Linked DNA regions of Mus musculus: regions 1 and 2 are each linked to region 3. A link is a contact called in public Hi-C and HiChIP or PLAC-seq data. All regions are on one chromosome and are shown on one strand. The core of a region is the stretch at or near the end of the contact, and the rest is flanking DNA. Distances in the headings are between cores, read along the strand shown. Region 1 overlaps Grm5 (glutamate receptor, metabotropic 5). Region 2 has its middle 110 kb from the start of Vmn2r79. Region 3 holds the start of Grm5 (glutamate receptor, metabotropic 5).

What was found. A called contact is a pair of places that touch in the nucleus more often than the background predicts. HiChIP or PLAC-seq counts read pairs in DNA pulled down with a chosen protein or histone mark.
Region 1: a contact with region 3 is called in a Hi-C map of neural progenitor cells, with 4 times the contacts expected there. The contact joins the enhancer-like site here to the promoter of Grm5 in region 3. A contact is called at or near these places in 5 of 484 Hi-C or Micro-C datasets (cerebral cortex, cortical neurons, forebrain and 1 more).
Region 2: an H3K4me3 HiChIP or PLAC-seq map of forebrain shows a contact between it and region 3, with 7 times the contacts expected there. The contact joins the enhancer-like site here to the promoter of Grm5 in region 3. A contact is called at or near these places in 12 of 484 Hi-C or Micro-C datasets (the AML12 cell line, the MC3T3-E1 cell line, beige adipocytes and 8 more), 2 of 115 datasets of contacts at active chromatin or transcription factors (forebrain and neural progenitor cells) and 2 of 9 other capture datasets (adipose tissue and liver).

The regions. Positions count from the first base shown.
Region 1 is chr7:87,924,859-87,929,143 of GRCm38.p6, forward strand. All of the region lies in intron 4 of Grm5 (glutamate receptor, metabotropic 5), which reads left to right. Among named protein-coding and RNA genes, the nearest start is that of Gm24249, 160 kb to the right of the region's middle. Within about 2 kb of position 1,268, at least 55 of the 459 cell types and tissues checked have an H3K27ac peak or open chromatin away from gene starts, as enhancers often do. A contact at or near this core is called in cerebral cortex, cortical neurons, forebrain and 1 more, where this site is marked.
Region 2 is chr7:87,107,453-87,112,316 of GRCm38.p6, forward strand. No RefSeq gene overlaps it. Among named protein-coding and RNA genes, the nearest start is that of Vmn2r79, 110 kb to the left of the region's middle. Within about 2 kb of position 3,334, at least 12 of the 459 cell types and tissues checked have an H3K27ac peak or open chromatin away from gene starts, as enhancers often do. A contact at or near this core is called in forebrain, where this site is marked.
Region 3 is chr7:87,581,354-87,585,627 of GRCm38.p6, forward strand. Grm5 (glutamate receptor, metabotropic 5) reads left to right here and starts at 2,815. Exons shown (of 11, transcript NM_001143834.1): 1 at 2,815-3,187.

The sequences.
Region 1 (4,285 bases), core at 18-2,517, 340 kb after region 3:
ATCCTTAGAACCAAAGCAAAAATCCAGATGTAGTATTGCAAACACCTATTATCCCATTCTTCATCCACGAAGAGATGGGAAGCAAAGTTGCTTTAAACGTCTGAGCAAGCTAGACTAGCATATGCAGGGGAAAAAAAAAACAAAAAACAAAAACAAGAGTTCTTGTCTCAGGACAGGATGGAAAGTGACGACTGACAATTGAGGTTATTTTCCAATTTTCTGATAGAACATGGCAGATATGTACCTTCAAAATGGAACACAAACATGAATACACACACACACACACACACACACACGCACACACATTCACACAGGGAGAGAGGGAAAGATATAGAGAGAGCTATAAGCCTGTCAGCATACTAGTAAGTTTCAATTATATATTTTTGAAATGATTTGGAATAGGATCCAAGAAATTCTAATTTATTCAAAAATTTCAATCATTTTTGATCTTTGAGAGTGTTATTTTTCATGAACCAATAATACCCACTATGATATTAAATTGTCATCCATAATTATTCTGTGAAAATAGAAAAGCTGAGCTCTCGGGAACCTCAGTGGAGAATTGAGGATGTCACAATTATTAAATGACAGATAAATAATTCAATCCTGCTTGTTGGGATTTATGTACTGGGAGCACTGCCTCTCTTGACCTGTGCCTAGTTTCCCTGTGACACAGTCACCAGTCTTACATTTTACTTAGTAATTACTTCCTGTCATGCCCATCAGATTCAAGGGGATTCAGCAAAATATTCTTGGTGAAGTGCCAGAAGAGTATTTTGAGTCAGAACAATTTCTTTCTTTTTTTTTTTTCTCTCAATGTGTCACTCCTACCCATGACTTTCATGAAATCAAAGAAACACTCTCTGGTAAAGAAAATTGCAACTTGCAAACATTGTACTTTCGAACAGATGAAGAAAACAATGCCTGTCTTTGGGGACTTTTACTTGCAAACTCTTAGAATTCAAAGTGGTTCAATACTGAAAGCCTTTGCTAAGGTAATTCAACTCCTGGGGAAGTTTATTCGAAACAATTAGAACAGCGAATGTGAATACCCAGCGTTTTTCACTTGTGGAGGAGAGGGAACCGAAGGGGCATTTAAAGGAAGCTGGGTGAAGCTGCTTGGTGGGCAGAGGAGCAGAAACATAACTTGCTTGCTTTCCAACTCTGTCTGCCAACTTCGGCAGCACAGTTGTTTCCTGCTGAGAACAGATTCTGCTTGTTCAGTGCGTGTTTGTGAAGAAAGACATTTTCAGACACTCGGATATAATGGGGCATTCACACATTTGAAACCCAGCTAAATTTGCCCCTGGGGTACATAGAGAGGATGCCAGGAGCACAGACTTGCCCGGAAATGGTGATGGAAGTAGACTATGTTGACTTAAAAATGAATTCCGGCAAGTAGCCCAGCTACACAGGAGACAGTTTCATGCCAAGAGCATGTGGATTATTGTTCTCACCATTCAGGTTTAGACCAAGTGTTCCCCTATCCATGGTGTCACCTTGGTTACTTAATTCCTGGCAAGAGAGTTCAGATTGAACTTCCCAGAAGCCCCTTCCTCATTATGCTTCTGCATTTCATTCTTTTTTTTTCCTGTGACAGACACTAACTCAGAGAAATCTATCAGTATTGCAAATCTAGTCAAATCCTGTTTTAAAGGCTTGCTACTTATCAATAAATTCTAGTCTGTTTTCCTGGGTATATATGACCAGACATTTAACCTTTCACTTCCATTGGCTATCCCTTTCTTTCCCCCGCCCCCCTTCATACGGATGCACAAAATTATGGCTTCATCTTCAACTTATCACGCTTATGAATATGTTCTCCACAAGTGACTCACTTCTCTGCCACTTCCTCCCTTCCCTGTCCACTCAGTGGATGCTCTAGGTCTCTAAACACATTTTACCTTTGAAATTTTTCTCCAGTGATTTTACTCTTTTGTTGTACTAGTAAAGGACACATGCCATTTTTTTCTCATGTGTCACATTGTATCCAATGTAAGACTCATTTTACAGAATTGTGAAAATAAGAGGAAAAGAAACCTATGCATACTGGAAGTGAAAAACTATGACATCACAGCCTTCTGTTTACTTGTCTCTCTCAGTAGAGCTCATGAACAAGTTATTCTACCATGATTTTTATAATTCAGTAACTACCACCATGTAACTATGTCACATCAGGATCTTCACAAATGTTTTGTTTTGTTTTATTTTATGGGTGGTGAACTAAATGATGCTATCATATTTTCTGACATGAGCCATTACATAGTACGTGCAAGAAAGTCAACCATTGTTGCTTTACAAATTTTATTTCATTGCATTCTCTTTCTTGTTTTATTCCCATAAAATGAGATATCTATAAAAGATTAGCAATAATAAAAAAAAATCTCTAAATGCTACTGAATCACATGCTGGCTCATATTATTTCTTAAATATGTTTGCTTGTTTATTTTAACCCAGTAATCTCAGTTACCTTTGCATATATGTGAAATGGTATGGGGCCACCCACTAGGATCTAATGAAATAAAGAGAAATAACTGTCTCTCCCCAGCATCCATGAAGTAGTAAATAGATCCTCAACTAGAGGCTAGGACTCAAGAATTCCTCCCTGCTGCATGGTGAAACTGAATTGCTTGTTCTTGTTCAGGGTCTTCTGGAGGTGCTCACAACTACTCTGAGTTCATTTGTGCTATATTTATGTTGTATGCAATCAGACAGCATCTACAGTATTCTGATGCTCATCCTTAGCACTGAGGGGATTTGACATCAGTGCCCTGTCTACAGCTTAGATATCAGAGTTTCTTATCCTCAAGATTATGAATAGTATCATGTCTCTGCTTTGATCATTGCCCAATGTGATTAGCTGTTCTTCTGATCAAGTTTGGGTCAATAGAAAATAAAAATAAGTAGTCAAAAGGCAGTTTGACAATATAACAGTTTAGAATCTTCATCAATCAGTTCTTCCTAAAAGCCTATGCTTTCACTACATGGTTTTTGACCATGTTTACAAAAGCAAGTCTAAATTCCCTACTGTTGATCAGGCCTTAAATGTAGTCACAAAGGCAGTTGATTACTCCCATAAGCAATCTTATCATTATTGCTCCAGTGAGCAAATTATTCATAGTAGGTTGGTTATATAATACAATGTATAGCTTTGCATATGACCATAATTTTCTTCTACACAAACCTGAACAGCACCTTCCATCACTATGAGACCCAGCAAACAGGAGAGTTTCTAGGTAAGTTCAAGAGTAAGTTTTCTGTTCTACAGCTAAACTCTAAGCTATTTGAAGATATTCATCCACTCAAGGTAACTAATATTAATAGTTTACAGATAAGAAAATATACCCAAAGGAAGAAATTCAAGAAAATCAAATACTGAAAATCAAGACTTTAAATCACGAAGCAGGATTCCTCTCAGTACCCACTGGCATTAATGGAGGAAATCAGAAAACTCAGAAATATGAAACATATTCATTGAATCATATGCAGAAAGACATAAAGAATATAGACTATATCAGTCAGCAATAAATGTTACTAAATTTGACCAGTTTCATGAATTTTCTATTTATTTGTCATAGTACTGAAATCACACTTCTTTTAATAAGTTTTCAGTTCTATACACTATTACCAATTCTTAATTTAAACTAAACTATTAATGAAGTACTGATTTTTTTAATATTTAAAAAATTCTTATATACAGACCAAAATATATGTTACAGGTGATAGGACTTCTTCTATTGACACCAACAGCAAGAAAAGCAAGGGAAAAGGTTTACATCATGGTGAATATTTGTAAGTTCTGGGCCTTCTCATTCTTAAATTTCCCAAACTTAATTTTATTAATCAAAAAAAGAATAATGCTTCCTTGTTCATGCTTTCTTTCCCTCTCTCTCTCTCTCTCATGTTTGTGTTTCTGTTTTAATATAATGAAAAAAATCTGCACACATATATAGTATGCAAAAGCAAAAAAAGGGGAAAAAAAGAGAGAGAATTATATCAGGTTCTTGTCAGCATGCACTTCTTGGCATCCACAATAGTATCTGGTTTTGGTGACTGTATATGGGATCGAACCCCATGTAGAGTAGTCACTGGATGGCCTTTCCTTCTGTCTCTGCTCTATACTTTGTCTCTATATTTGCTCCCATGAGTATTTCGTTTGCCTTTCTAAGAAGAACTATAGCACCAATACTTTGGTCTTCCTTCTTCTTGAGCTTCATGTGGTTTGTGAATTGTATCTTGGGTATTCTTTTGGGTTAATTTCCACTTACCACTGAGTGCATACCAT
Region 2 (4,864 bases), core at 2,084-4,583, 470 kb before region 3:
CATACAAAGGATAATAGAAGGAAAATGCCAGTGTAAAGAGGGAACCTACACCAAAGAAAAAGCAAGAAATTAATCTTCTCACAATAAACCAAAAGAAGAGAAGAACAACACACACATAATTTCCACTTCTAACAACAAAAATAACAGGAAGCAACAATCATTGGTCCTGAATATGTCTCAACATCAAAGGATTCAATTCCCCAATAAAAGACATAGGCTAACACACTGGATATAAAAACTGGATCTAGCATTGTGCTGCATACAGGAAGCACATCTCAGTGACAAAAACAGACACTACCTCAGAGTAGAATGATGGAAAAGTTTTTCCAAGCAAATGGTCCCAAGAAACAAGCTAAAGTAGCCACTCTAATATGGAATAAAGTAGACTTTCAAACAAAAGTTATCAAAAAAAGTGCAGAAGAACACTTCATACTCATCAAAGGTGAATCCACTAATATGAAATCTCAATTCTAAACATTTATGCTCCAAATGCAAGGACCCGCATATTTGTAAAAGTAATGTTACTAAAGGTCAAAGCACACACAATAATATTAGGAGATTTAAGCATCCCACTCTCACCAATAGATATATCATGGAAACAGAAACTAAACAGATATATAGTGAAACTAACAGAAGTTATGAACTAAATAGATTTAACAGATATCTAGGAAACATTCCATCCTAAAACAAAAGAATATACTTTCTTCTCAGCACCTCGTGGTACGTTCTCAAAAACTGACCATATAATAGAACACACAAAACAAGCCTTAACAGATACGAGAACATTCAATTAATCCCATACATTCTATTGGACCACCGCAGAGTAACACTGGTCTTCAATAATAACAGAAACAAAAGAAAGCCAACATACACATGGAAGATGAACAACTCTCTCCTCAATAATAACTTTGCCAGGGAAGAAATAAAGAAATAAAAGACATTTTAGAATTTAACAAAAATGAATGCACAGCATGGCCAGACTTATGGGACACAATGAAAGCAGTTCTAAGAGAAGGATTCATAGCTCTGGGTGCCTTCAAAAAGAAATTGAAGAGATCATACACTAGCAGCTTAACAGCACATCGGAAAGTTCTAGAACAAAAAGAAGCAAATTCACCCAAGAGTAGTAGTCAGCAGAAAATAATCAAACTCAGAGCTGAAATAAACCAAGTAGAAACAAAGAGAGCTATACAAAGAGTTAACAAAACTAGGAGTCGGTTCTTTAGAAAATCAGAAAGATAAATAAACCCTTAGCCAACCTAACTAAAGGGCACAAAGACAGTATCCAAATTGACAAATAAAGAATGAAACAGGTGACATAAAAACAAGAAGTTAAGAAAATTCAAAGGATCAAAAGCCAATAGTCAACAAAACTGAAAAACCTAGATGAAATTGATGATCTTCTAGATAGATACCAGGTAACAAAATTAAATATGGATCAGATGAAACATCTAAGCAGTCCCATAATCCTTAAGGAGGTAGAAGCAGTCATTAAAAATTTCCCAACCAAAAAAAAATTGTTTTTTTTAGTGCAGAATTCTATCAGACCTTCAAAGACGACGTAGTACTGTTTTTTTTTCAAATTATTCCACAAAATAGCAACAGAAGGAACACTACCTAATTTAGTCTATGAAGCCACAGTTTCACTGATACCCAAACCACACAAAGACCCAACAAAGAAAAAGAACTTCACACCAAGTTCCCTTATCAATATCAATGTGAACTCAATAAAATTCTCCCAAACCAAATCAAAGAACACATGATAACAATCATTCACCAATACCAAGTAGGCTTCATCCCAGGGATGCAGGGATGGTTTAAGATACAGAAATCAATCAACATAGTCCACTATATAAACAAACTCAAAGAAGAAGTTAGGGAAGGATCAATTATGGGAAGAAACAGGAGAGAAGTACAAAAGGTCAGGTAATTTAACAGAACTATGTGGGTGTGAGGTATGGGGAACTGGAATTAGCCACTAGAAAGTCCTAGATGCCAGGGAAGCAAGAGGTTCCCAGTACTCAAAGGGAATGATATTAGCTGAAATAGTCAACAAATGGGTGCTAGAACATGTCTCCTCCAGTAGAGACCACCTCCAGTAGATAGGCAAGGCCCCCAGTTGATGGATGGGGCCACACACCCATTTCAAAATGTTTTACCCAGAATTGTTTCTGTCTAAAGGAAATGCAGGGACAAAAATGAAGCAGAGACTGAAGGAAGGCCATCCAGAGGCTGTTCCATCTGCAGACACCAAACCCTGACACTATTGCTAATGCCCAGAAGTGCTTGCTGACAGGAGCCTGATATAGTTGTCCCCTGAGAGGCTCTGCCAGCACCCTACTAATACAAATGGAGGCACTCACATCTGACCATTGCAGAGCCTTGGAACCTCAATGAAAGAGTTAGGGAAAGGACCAAAGAAGGTGAAGAGGATTGGAACCCCATAGGAAGAACAATATTAACTAAGGAGACCACGCTGAGCTCCCAGGGACTAAAATACCAACCAAAGAGTATACATGAAGGGACCCATGGCTCCATCTACATATGTAGCAGTGGATGCCTTAAGTGGCACCAATGGCTGGGGAGGTTCTTGGTCCTGTGGAGGCTTGATGCCCAGCATTGGGGGGATACTAGGACGGTGAGTCGGGAGTGAGTATATGGGTGGGGGAACATCCTGGTAGAGGCAAAGGGAATGAGGATGGGATGGAGGGTTTGAGGAGGGAAAACTAGGAAGGGGGACAACATTTGAAATGTAAATAAATAAAACAACTGCAAAGAGTAGCTAGGCGAGGGATTTCTATAGCTGAAAAATATTTCTTATTATTTTTTCTCCCTTTAATTCAGGTTAATGACCAATGTCTCTCTAGGCCTGTATTTACAAGGTCTTATCTTCTCATTTGTCTATTTGACTTCTTAGCCAGCTAGCATCTCTTCCTCAGCACATTTCTCACATATTTTAATTGTCATCCTGATTACATAGTTTTAAAGTTTCTTCTAATAAGTCTATGTTCCCATGTATAGTGTGAAAATCTGAATAAAGGTACCATAGTGTCTCCTGTGGCTATAACGTAAATAACTCTAATAAATCTTTGTTGACTTGATAATATGATTAAAGCTCAGAGTGGCAATAATCAAAGGTTATTAAAAATAAAGGAATAATTTCAACAATGTATTGTATGCTGTATGTAACATATGTTAGAATTCTATTAAATTCCCTTCCTGTTTTAACTTTAAATGTAGTGTAGAAATTTTCACATATACAAGTGTATAAGAATGTATTATTTCTTATATTTTGTAATATCTGACGTAGGCACTAGATGGCACTGTGAGACTGTGAACAGTGGTGCTCTTTCTGTAAACAAGAAGGAAACAAAGACCTGACATTAAAACATGGAGCCAGACCGGTTCCTTGTAATCTAAAGACAGGTAAATGTAGTCCTGTATTTTAGAGTGGATTTTGTAGGAAATTTTGTAGTGCTTTATTTTAGGTGGGTAGTGTATGAAAAAAGCCCACTGGACTGAGAATTGAAACTTGTGAGTTTTAGCCCCAGTTCTGCCATTTTCTAATTCTGTTCTATTTCTTCACCCTTCTGAATTTAGCATTTCATGCAAAGGAGGCCAGCACTCTACCTCTGTCTTCTCCGATATTCACCTCATAAGGGTAGAATGGTGACAACCATCCTACAGAACTTAAAAACCTTCTGCTCTTACATCTGATGACTCCGGTCCATTCACATGATAACTGAGAAATCATTGTCAGATGCTGCCTGTCAGGAGTGATGAGCCTAAGTCAGCTCTAGGAGCATTTTCAGAATCCAGCGCACCTGTGTTTTATTGTGAAAACCGACACACACTTTCATTCTGATTGACCCTGAAGCTACAAAACCTTTATGTGCTTTTTCATTGGTGTACAGACTCCATAAATTGGTGGACACATTGAAAAAAAAAAAAAGAAAAGAAAAGAAAAGAAAAAAATACTATTTATTTGTTTAATATGCCTATTAAAAATTTATTAACTACCTCTGTTTTTATGTACTATTAAAAAGGTATTGAATGTTAAGCAAAAATTCTTTAAGGTATCATTAATTTTATTTTAGCAGCTGTCATTTGTGGTTCCGGTCTCAGTGGGAAATGAATTATTTATATCAGATATTTATGTGTGTCTAATCTGAATATTCTTTTTTAAAAAAATCAATTCTCTGCACTTCCCACCCAACCACCTACATAAAATATCCCCAACTTAATTTTTTATTTGTGCTTCTCCAAGCAGCCTGAAATCACAGCCTACTTGTAGTAGATTTAGATGTTTGTATGAATGTTTCATTCATCATTCTGTGAATATTTATGCTCCAGTTCATTCTTTATATATCATATAGATCATTTGGGGTTGGGGTTACTTTCCCTTGAAGCCATTTCCTTTGTGATTATTTTACTCAACTGTAAGTTACAGGGAAATTATGATTCAGAAAAAAAAATCGTCATTTATATCCTTTACTATCCCAATACAAAATAATGTAGACCAAATTCATAAATGTTTGTATAGAATTAGTTCATTCATGAATTATATACTGAGCATTCACTGAGTATTTTGTGATTCTATTGCTCTGCTACTGAGACCACAAATAGCATGGAATGTGCATAAAAGTACTGTAAAGCCCCTTCTACAGCAAATCTTATACAACAACAGCTGCAGCAAAATTGTATGCAGTGTTCAATGGAAAAGTAGCCTAGAAGCAAGCTAGGCTGAACTAAGTTTATATGACCCTTATATTTGAGCTGATAGACAAAGTTTGGGTGGATGGTTTGGACTGAAATAGGAGAGAATTCTCTAGACTAAGTAGTCAGCAGAGGTAAAGGAAAAGAA
Region 3 (4,274 bases), core at 1,565-4,064:
CAGAAATTTAGAAAGCCATGCACTGTTTTTCTTGTCAGATGAGCAATAAGTGACTGGACTTAGAAACACTTTGTGTTAAAATCCCATGCTATGCCTGGATTTTGCATTGAAATTCTTTGGTAAATGACTTATTATGAAAATCTCTCTAGTTCTGCTGTACAATCTTCTATGAAGATGCCAAATTATAAAACTAACAAGAATTAAGTCTGTATGTTGATTGAAAAGTCACTTGTTTATTATTCATTGTGACAATAACAATAGTTTTTAAAAATGTTTAGCACTATCATAGCTTCTTTGGCAACTGAGAAACGTGATACCACAGGCAGTTGTGTCTAAGCTGGGATAGAGACTATCACACAATTATTCCCCAGACTTTTTTCAAATATTTATGGGGTTTATTACCAGCATTCACAATTTGAACAATAAATGACACATAGAAGGCATCATTCTTTTTAGTATTAATTTAAATATTTAAAATAACAATTGACTGTCCACTATTTGCTAGAACTTTACTTGCAATGTGTTATGTAAAATATTTCCTTAAAATATTTCATTTTAATAAGAAAGATGGACAACAAAAAATGATCATAACTATTATTGAATTAGACTTTATTTTAGACTAAGTCAACAATGACAAAGGGGAAAATCGTTGAGTTAAGGACACTGAGGCACTGAGATTTTGAACACAGCCAACAAGATTAAACTCCAGGAAGTAAGATTTTTACTAACAATTGCAGGAGAGCAAAGTGTTACCCTAGTGACCACTTATAAACAACAGTCATTAGAAAAAAACAGGACAGTGCAAAGGGTGAGACAAAGCTACCGTTTTAAATATCAATGAGCAATTTAAGAACATCTAATGATGTTTCTCTTCTCTGAACATACTGCTATTGATAAGCCTAAAGTTCCATTTGCATGTCAACTTTTATAGAACAGGAAGTGAATAAAGCTCGCTAAGCCACATGTGAGACTTACGGGCAGCTTTGTCTTTCTGATGCTTTGGGATAGCATCTTCTTCATTAGCCTTGGTGAGAGGAGAGAATGAAATATGTGCAGGTATTTGGAAACATCTCATATCTATTAATATTATTTAGGTACTTTGCATGTAATCTACAAATTCTGTTTTAAGTTGGACTAAACATGGACAATATGGCCATATATGCCCTTTATGAGCCACTTCCTTTGAGGAAACAAAGATTCTCTAAGTTCTTCAGTCATTTTTTCACAAAAGGACCTAAATCAAAACTGGAATCAACCTAGTACAGAAAATTTCATGTTGGACAAACGGACATTTTAAACTCTAGAAAAAGAGAGGAGAATAAATTCACATATTGTACTTCAAGTATCTAAAAATGTCTTTAGACATGGAAAAATGAAAATGAATACCTTTAAGAAGATCTACTTTTTAACTTTTAAAATAACACAAGGTATTAGACATCATTAATCAGTTTTCAAACAAAGTGTGTTTTAGCAGATTCCCACCCTCTTCTTTTTTGCTTACTTCCCACTCCCTCTGATACTCTACCCCCTTTCTTCATTTTCATAGCAAATGTGCCCTTTGATCTCTTCTTCCTTTAGTACCCCTTTTCCCTTCTTTTGGTTTCCTTTCTAGTAATTTTGTGGGGGTGATGCTGATTGTATTTTAAAGATCAGTCCACATTTACAGATATTTTCACATGCACACATTACAAGCTAGGATCTGCACATGAGAAAGACCACACTGGCTTTGTCTTCCTGGGTTTAGACCACCTAACTTAATGCTATACACTTGAGGCTGATCATTTTTTTCCCTGTAAACTTCATAATTTCAGTTTTCTTTCCAGCTGAATAAAAGTTTTATATGTATATATAACATCGTTGCCCATTCATCTGTTGGTGGACCTGGAGTCTGGTTCTAATGTGTTGCTGTAAATGGGCTATAATACACACATATGGGCAAATGTCTTTTAATGCTTGACATAGTGTTTTAAATGGATACTTCCCTTCTTCCGTTCCTTACTATTATATCACCGAAGTAATCAAAGAAACACTACCTTGTTGTCAAGGACCCACTGACAAACATTAGTAGTTATTAATAACTGGTGTCCTTGACTTCAGTGTTGTGCATGTTTTAATCATTAATTCAGCTACTGAAAGTACCTGGCTCCTTTAATTTGCTCAGGCAATAATAATATTACCCAATTATTCTTTTGTTTAAATTAAGCCATGCAAGTAATTTATAGGGATCCCTTTTATTCTTTTTCTTTCAGATATAATGTGAAGGTAACCTTAGCATTTTTGATGTCCATAGACAGTACTAGGGGTATCAAAGAAAAGGATGCCAAGCAATTGGAAGAAGTAAAACATTTAAGTCCCACAGGGAAAGACTTTTAATGGATGTAGGAAGAAACATTTTTAAGAAGTGCAGACAAATGCAAAATGACATTATTAATGACTCAAGACCATTAAATACATTGGTCTTTCTAATCACTCGGGCTTCTGAACCGTACTTGCAGTTCTCTGAATCTCATTCTCTCTCTCTCTCTCTCTCTCTCTCTCTCTCTCTCTCTCTCTCTCTCTGTGTGTGTGTGTGTGTGTGTGTGTAAGTACAGTCTGTGTCACTCTCTCTCTCTTCTCTCTGTGTCTCTCAGTCTTGTGTTTGTCTCTCTGTTTCTTCCTACTCCTCTCTCTGTCTTCCAGCAATAATACCCCTTCTCCCAATAACTGTCAGGAGTTTCGTACTATCTTCAGAGAGAAGCTGATTATCTACCTGCTCTCCAGCTTCTCTCTGAGTGACATGCCACCCACGCCTCCCAGCACAGCTCCTGCTTCTCCATCTCTGGGTGGGAATGAGGTAGTGAGGAAGTCCAAGACTGCCCTGGCCTGAACCCTGAGACCAAGAGGCTCTAGGAGCAGTGTTCACTCACTGATCCAAGGCTAGCCAGCCGCCCCCAATTGCACTCTGCAAGAGTAGGAGCCAACCCAGCGTTGCGCTTCCAGCTGCGTCTGCCCGGGCGCAGCACGTGCTCCAGGCGCTGGCGCGAGAGAGCGAGCGCCACCACCGCGGGCCCGCAGCCGTTCTGCTGGCTGCCACTACAGCTTAGATCGCAGCCACTAGCGCTTCTGCAGCAGCCAAGGCCGCTACGAAAGCGCAGGGAGCTTGAAAGGAGCGGCTGTCCAGAGGAGCAAGGCTCAGGGAGCGCACCTGGTAAGCATAGCGCTGTTTTTCTTTCTCTCAGCTGTGGAGTTACCAGGGATGTAGGATGCCGCCGGAGCCCCTCCCCCAGTGCAGGGATGGAGAGTGAGCGAGCAAGGGGCGGGTGCTTGGACTAAAGGGACCCAGAAGGGCAGGTGGTGGGCAGGTGGACGACAGGTGAAGCCAGGGATACTAGAAGGTCCTGCAAGTTTAAGAAAGTCACCCCGCAAGGACATGTGCTCTATAAATTAGACATGAATTTAGAGTCAGGAGCCTGGGCTAATGTGGTATGGCTAAATGGGAGGTTTTTGAATATCTTTTTGTTTTCATTCACCTAACTGAAGGATTTCAGTGGGGTTGTTTCCACAGAAAATAGCTAAAATAATCAGTGGCAGAAAAAAATAAATAAAACCAATAAAGCCCCCCCCCCTTCTGTCTCATGCTGGTACATGTGCAATGATAAAGCATGCACTTAGCGAGGGAGGAGAATTTTAGATCTCTGAGGATATTAGATGTTTGGGCTGTAGTAAGCACACTTGCTGATGCTGCACCCCAAAAATGAGACAGGGAAGAAGATTATGGATGGTTTTAAATACTGTATTACAATTCTAAAATGACATTTGAATGACTATAACACCAGGACCAAGAGATTCTCTGGAATCATTAACCCATTTATGAGATGTATCAGCACGTCTGGACCCTTAAAGCTAAGATTATATATTTCTAGCAGTGAAAGGAAGATTTTTTTTAACCTTAAATTTTCTGACAGAACTTTCATAAAGGATGATAATGAAGAACATGGAGATCAAGAGGAAAGAGAGGGGAGTTGAACAGACTCCATGAGCTATGTGTGGTAGTATAGCAAGGAGAGTTGGGTCTGTCAGATTTGGTACCAATGTTCATTCAGTCACACCCTGAGAAGCCCTTAGGCCATTGTCTAGGAAAATATGTGACCTTGAACAAGACTACCAAGCATTGTACACTTATTCTCTCCATCAGGAAAGTGGAAAGCATACTGCATTTTAGGACACTGAAGTCTCACAAAATAGTGTGTGTTTGTATAAGCTTGAAGAATTGTACAGGGAAAGAGGGAAGGGAG